Regions from separate parts of the Mus musculus genome. Here region 1 is linked to region 2. A link is a contact called in public HiChIP or PLAC-seq data. All regions are on one chromosome and are shown on one strand. The core of a region is the stretch at or near the end of the contact, and the rest is flanking DNA. Distances in the headings are between cores, read along the strand shown.

Region 1 (3,203 bases), core at 242-2,741, 750 kb before region 2:
GTTTGGTCTGTGGTTTCTTACTGTATCTCTTTACTTCCTGTCTCCTATAGCATGTATGCACATTTCCTAATTTGTACTGTTTGCTGTATGGTAGTAGAATTCTACTTGATCAAGTTTGCAGTATGCTTCTGTGCTAAAACACCATGACTAAAAACAACTGGGGAAGATAGAGTCTGTGTCATTGTCTAACTCCTGTATCAGGATGCATCACAGGCAAGTCAGGGCAGGAACTCAGGCAGCTACCAGGAGGCAGGACCTGAGGTAGGGACTGTGAAGGGATGCTGCTTACTGGTGTGTTCAGCTGCTTTTATACACAGCCACTTGTCCAGGGATGGGTGGGCTGGGCCATCCCATTATAATAAATAATCAAGAAAATGATCCACAGATATGCCCAACATAAATTCTTTAATTGAAATTTCTTTCCAGGTATGTTAGGTTTCTGTCAAACTGAAAAAAAATTAACCAACACAAATTGACCATTGTCAACTTGACACACAAATACATCACTATTAAACCATAATCTTTTCTTTCTTGTCTATCTCCAAGATCTCATGTTAGTATCACAAGTAAAACATACAATAACTTTACCCCCCCCCATTGTTTGAAAATTTACAACATTTTAGAAGTTCAAATTCTCTTTAAAAATACAGTCTCTTAACGATGGGCTCCTGTAAATTCCAAGATATGTCACATGATTTCCGGAGTGAAGTGTTAGAGCACAGTTCCAATCAAATCAACATACAACCAACATTATCTATCCTACCAGTCAAGCCTGGAGCTCCATTTCCAGCATCTGGGACACTCATGAACTTCTATGTTCTGAAGAGCTTTGGCAATTCCACTTCTTTGGCTCTGGCATATGAAGTACAAACAGCTTGTTTGGTGGGCTTGGTTTCACTCCACACCTGCTGCTGTGCACAGAGGTTGTCTCAAGTTGGTTCAGACATCTACAATGATGAGCCAGCATCTTCAAAAATGGACTGGTCTGGCCTCTTCAGGGACTTTGACATTGTCACATGGTGCCAAGCCTCAGCTTCTCTCAATGATCCTCCAGTCTTGGGTTTCTATTGCAGCTGAGACTACATCTCCAACAATGGTCTCTCTTTAGAGACTTCCAATGCATTATACAGCAAAGGTTGTTATTTCACACTTGACCACTGGGGGGAAGTATGGCATTTCAAACATAGCGCACAGAGCAAGCAGTCAGGCCATTTCAGTATGCCTGTGACTCAGACACACTTTCTTTTGATTTAAATGTGCTCAGATCCACCCTGTGTTTGTGAAAGGAAATGGAGGACTATAATTACGTAAGAAGAATAGATAAAACGGAAAAAGAAAAGCACTTCCATTTCTAAGAATCACGATAGAGAATTAAAGACGAAAAGTAAGAAAAATGGCACGAATACCAAATGTTTTTCTGTGTGTCCTTAGTAATAGAGGTGAAAGATGTGCACAAGCTAGAACTTTGCTAATGCCGAGGAGAGCTCACAGGAAGTGTGGGTTAGAGCCTCAGAGCCTCACACAAACGTGGTGGGGCTGCTCTCCATATTTCCTTCCACATGGGAGGACCAGAAGATAAGAAAAAGACTGACAGAATATAATTTTCCTCAGGTAGGATGATCCCCAAGACAGAGAAGTGAACACTAGAGAGAAAGAATTTGAGTATAAACACTGCCTGAAATAAATGGTGGCTGAGGAGATAAACTGCTCTAGGAAGACACTGGAATGGTCAGACCCTGCAGGGGTAATGAGCTGAAACTATAGGGGTGTCAGTGAACACCAGTTACCAGAGCGTAGTAGCATTGGTAACAGTTTCCAAATATTGACTAAATGCTAAAATGAGCTACAACAGTGGCAATATAAAAGGGCATCAGGTGGTTTCATCTCAAGGAGTCAGTGTTTAGAGAACTATAGTTTTGTGATATGATTATAAGGTAGAAAGGATTGAGAAAGAAACATACATCTTTAAGCATTCAACTCAATGTTGGTTTGCTATGTTTCTGTCAAATATCTATTGGTTATAGACTAAATACTTCATGAGCTTTCCACCCACAGTTACATTGTACACTAAGGGAAGGGACCTCACAGGGAAGAGCTGCCTGGCCAAATGCAGCTCATCCCTTTTCTTTCAGTTCTGAGGAAATGTATTCCAAATGAAGCCTCAATGCAAAACATATTGCTGTCATGAGGGCATAATTAAATTGTACTTAAAATGCTTGAAACTCTAGGTAGAAACATTTCCTTAAAATTCATATTTTAGATGTTCAACATCCTTAATCATCGGGGAAATGCAAGTCAAAACAACCCTGAGATTCTACCTCACACCAGTCAGAATGGCTAAGATAAAAAATCCAGGTGATAGCAGACGATGGGGAGGATGTGGAGAAAGAGGAACACTCTGCCATTGCTGGTGGGATTGCAAGCTGGTACAACCACTCTGGAAATCACTTTGGCGGTTCCTCAGAAAACTGGACAAAGTACTACCAGAAGATCCAGCAATACCACTCCTGGGCATATACCCAGAAAATGTTCCAACTTGTAAAAAGGACACATGTTCCACTATGTTCATAGCAGCCTTATTTATAATAGCCAGAAGCTGAAAAAAACCTAGATGTCCCTCAACAGAGGAATGGATACAGAAAATGTGGTACATTTACACAATGGAGTACTGCTCAGCTATTAAAAATAATGAATTTATGAAATTCTTAGGCAAATGGATGGATCTGGAGGATATCATCCTGAGTGAGGTAACCCAATCACAAAAGAACACACATGACATGCACTCAGTGATAAGCAGATATTAGCCCAGAAACTTAGAATACCCAAGATACAATTTGCAAAACACATAAAACTCAAGAAGAAAGAAGGCCAAAGTGTGGATACTTTGTTCCTTCTTAGAATGGGGAGCAAAATACTCATGGAAGGTGTTACAGAGACAAAGTTTGGAGCTGAGATGGGAGGAAGGACCAACCAGAGACAGCCCCACTTGGGGATCCATCCCATAAACAACCACCAAACCGAGACACTATTGCATATGCCAGTAAGATTTTGCTGACAGGACCCTTGTAAGTCTATGCCAGTGCCTGGCAAACACAGAAGTGGATGTTCACAGTCATCTATTCCAATGTAGGAGCTAGAGAAAGTACCCAAGGAACTGAATGTGTCTGCAACCTATAGAAGGAACAAAAATAAGAACTAACCAG
Region 2 (3,388 bases), core at 382-2,881:
AGGAGATAAACAAGAATTCTTTATAGATCATAGGGGAATTCATATGACTGAGGCTTTTAAAATCCAGAATTTAATCCACAGAAGGGCTGGCATGTTGGACTGACTGGGGTAAACACTGGCTTGCTTTTTAAACTGGGAGACAGTAAACCATCTGGGGCACTGCTAGTTGGTCACCTGAGTCTAGAATAACAGGCATGAAAAGGAAGGACAGTCATGAACAAGTGGTAGATGCAAGCATTGTGTTGTGAATTCTATGCCTTGAGTAGGTACTTACTGCATGCTTGGTGATCCGATGAAAGTAGCAACTGGCAGTGAGACAGAGCTCTCATCTCTGCCAGCCAGCTGCTGTCTGTCTTTCACGGACTGCTTATCAGGATCTGTCCTGTGATAGACATAGTCCTACAATATCTGGTGCCAAGATTTGATTTGAAACCAAATGGAAAAGACCCAAACAGTTGGTGAATATCTAGGTGTTTCTGAGTTACGTTGCTATCACCTTCATTATCATCTGAGGCAAGGAAATATGAGCTGGTACAGTTCTTCTTAAAGAGGTCAGATGCTGGAACAGAAAGGAAGAAGGGGCCATATAAATTGATGCAATAGAAGTAATTTAAATCCACTTAATTTTCTTATGGCAGTGATGGGGATTGAACCTAGAAATTGTAAATGCTAGGCAACTGCTCTACCAACTAACCATATCTCTAGCCCTTCTTATTTTTTGTTAAGTTTTGAGATAGCCTTGAAATTCCAAACTTTTGATCCCTGACCCTCCTATGGCAGTGTCTCTAGTAGTTAGGATTGCAGAACTGCACCACTAGAGTATGTGGGGAGAGGTTATTGTAACTTTTAAATATATCTTATTGATAAAACATATGTGTACATGTGGAGGCCAGACAATACTTTGTTCATTCTCTCCTTTCCTTGTATGCATTCTGGGGATTGAACTCAGGTCATCCGGCTTGGTAGCAAACACCTTTACGTGCTAAAACATCACACTGGCCTGCTATTGTAACTTTTATTGGCAATTTTTACTGTTTAATTTAATAATAAAAAAAATCTTCCCTTAAGAGGAAATGTACACTCAGTAAATTGGCTTACTAGTCTTCAAAATAAGGCACACATGCAGAATGCCACCTGTTTAATTAATATAATTATTTTTGTCCTTACATAACTAGTGGCACTGATGAAGAACTGAGATGACTCTGAGAACATCTCCTGTGAATGAGATAGGCTAGCCTCTCCTGGCACGGATAATCATTATTATCTGTGCTCACTTGCAGGGCTGTGGAACCATCCTTAGGCATAACTAGGAGGCCAGAGCCATCTTTTAGCACTGGGTTAATTCAGACACAATATTTATGTATCTGCCTCAGCTCAAATGGAAATTTTAATAACAATTTTATCATGAATCAAAGCATTTGCATTAACAGTTAACTAAAATCGAATTGCCAGAATAAAACAAGCCTGGGCTCTTGAAGTTTACTCATCCATTATGCTAGTCACTGGCTCTCTAGTTTACTTTTTGTTCTGTTGCAATCTCCAGGCTTTGAATGATGCAGTAGAGAGCTGTACATGAGGAAAAACAAGTACACTGGTATAAAAACAAGTATTGTTCATATATGACCTAAATAGAGATCATGTGTGCCCAAAATAAGAAAGCCAGAGACTTCTAATCATAGCAATCATCAGGATGAATCACAGCCATTGAAAATGATGACACATAGCTCGAAAAAAATGCAGATGACAGAGTACAAAGATATTTTCTTCCAAAGCTAAGCTTCTAAACATGCAGTCTATGTATTCATCTTTGCAGGAAAGTTAATGAAGATGCAATAAGACCCAGAGTGGTCATTACCCTACTTTAAGGGAATATACTAGTAAATTATGTTGTCTTTAAGCTACAGGAGTTTTTGGCAATAGCATCACCAAAATATGGACTAAAATAAGGTGAGTTGAGGCAGCTGGCTCAGGTGCTACAGAGATCGCCAAAGACTAGGGGTATTTAGATCCCCAGTGCCCACAAAAATGTCAGGTGAGCATGGTAGCCTGCTTATAATCACAGCAAATAGGAGACAGTGAATAGGTAAGCTGAAGAAAGAGACTCTCCCTCAGAAATATTATGCAGAGAGTGATCAATGACAACACTTGACATCGAGGTCAGGCCTCTATTCACAATACAGACATGTACAATCACACACACACACACGCACACACATACACACACACACACATGCACCCACACACATGAGAACACAAAAACAAACAGTCAAAAACAGGTAATTAAGTTCAAAGAAACAAAATACCTTGGTAAGCAGAATTTTTAAAATGAAAAAGAATGAAAACAAAAGGTGACTTGTGATAGGTGACAGCTCTTACTCCACCTAACAGAAGACTATGTTCAGGAGGTTGAATTATAGGAGCTGATATCAAACAAATGATAGCATACCAAAGGCAATATGGATGTGAAAGCCAGAGTTAGAGTGAATGAAAATGTTTGTCACTGGTTTAAGCAAAACACACAAACAAAGAGAATAATTATATTGGCTATGGCTTGACAACAGTAAATAAAATCCAGGGAACCATTATGGCCTGAGTCTTGAGTTGATCTTCTCTCTCTCTCTCTCTCTCTCTCTCTCTCTCTCTCTCTCTCTCTCTCTCTCTGTCTCTCTCTGTCTGTCTCCCTCTGTCTCTGTCTCTCTCTGTCTCTCTCTCTCTCTGTCTTTCTCTCTGTCTCTCTCTCTCTCTGTCTCTCTAATAATCAAAACAAAAATCATATCTGTTTCAGTCATGGAATGTGGAATCTAGTCATAAAAAGAACTTAAATAAGCCAGGGTAACAATGGCAATCAAGTGTAGAGAACAGGTATCTTGAAGGACTTGAACATTTTTATTTTTGTTTACATTTATTTGTCTTTTTCTGTAGTGCATGCACACACATATACACATTGGCCCTATTGAAGTACTTTTGAAGTGATACAAATGCATATATTCCTTAGTGCCTTGGTTTCTTTCCCCATTGTTGTGGTAAAATCCTTTGACAAAAACTTTAGGGAGAAAATTTATTTAGCTCACCGTTCAATGTACACAGCCCATTAAGGCAAAGAAGTCACAGCAGCAGGGGCTTGGAGAAGCTAGCTAGTCATCACAATCGTCACCTGGTCTTCTCTATTCTAAATACAGCCCAGAATGCCCTGCCCCGAAACTGCCCACAGTTAAAATGGGTCTTAATCTGATTAATTCCCAAGAAGCCCCTCTCCAGGGGATTCTAGATTCTGTCAAGTTGATGATGAACACTAGCCAGAACACTCAGGAATGCCAGTTAGGGCTGCTATACTGAGAAGCATCTCTTCATTTGTAGATCTAGAGAGAACAAAGCAAGGAGTTGAGAA

Evidence for each region. HiChIP or PLAC-seq counts read pairs in DNA pulled down with a chosen protein or histone mark.
Region 1: a contact with region 2 is called in an H3K27ac HiChIP or PLAC-seq map of SST interneurons, with 17 times the contacts expected there. The contact joins two enhancer-like sites. A contact is called at or near these places in 2 of 39 promoter capture datasets (embryonic stem cells and hippocampal neurons), 1 of 15 datasets of contacts at CTCF or cohesin (the NIH/3T3 cell line), 31 of 484 Hi-C or Micro-C datasets (the C2C12 cell line, the C3H10T1/2 cell line, CD4 T cells and 19 more) and 12 of 115 datasets of contacts at active chromatin or transcription factors (SST interneurons, differentiating embryonic stem cells, embryonic basal ganglia and 8 more).

The regions. Positions count from the first base shown.
Region 1 is chr2:22,720,004-22,723,206 of GRCm38.p6, reverse strand. No RefSeq gene overlaps it. Among named protein-coding and RNA genes, the nearest start is that of Apbb1ip, 53 kb to the left of the region's middle. Within about 2 kb of position 1,491, at least 80 of the 459 cell types and tissues checked have an H3K27ac peak or open chromatin away from gene starts, as enhancers often do. A contact at or near this core is called in SST interneurons, where this site is marked.
Region 2 is chr2:21,971,779-21,975,166 of GRCm38.p6, reverse strand. No RefSeq gene overlaps it. Among named protein-coding and RNA genes, the nearest start is that of Gm39767, 9.3 kb to the right of the region's middle. Within about 2 kb of position 1,631, at least 6 of the 459 cell types and tissues checked have an H3K27ac peak or open chromatin away from gene starts, as enhancers often do. A contact at or near this core is called in SST interneurons, where this site is marked.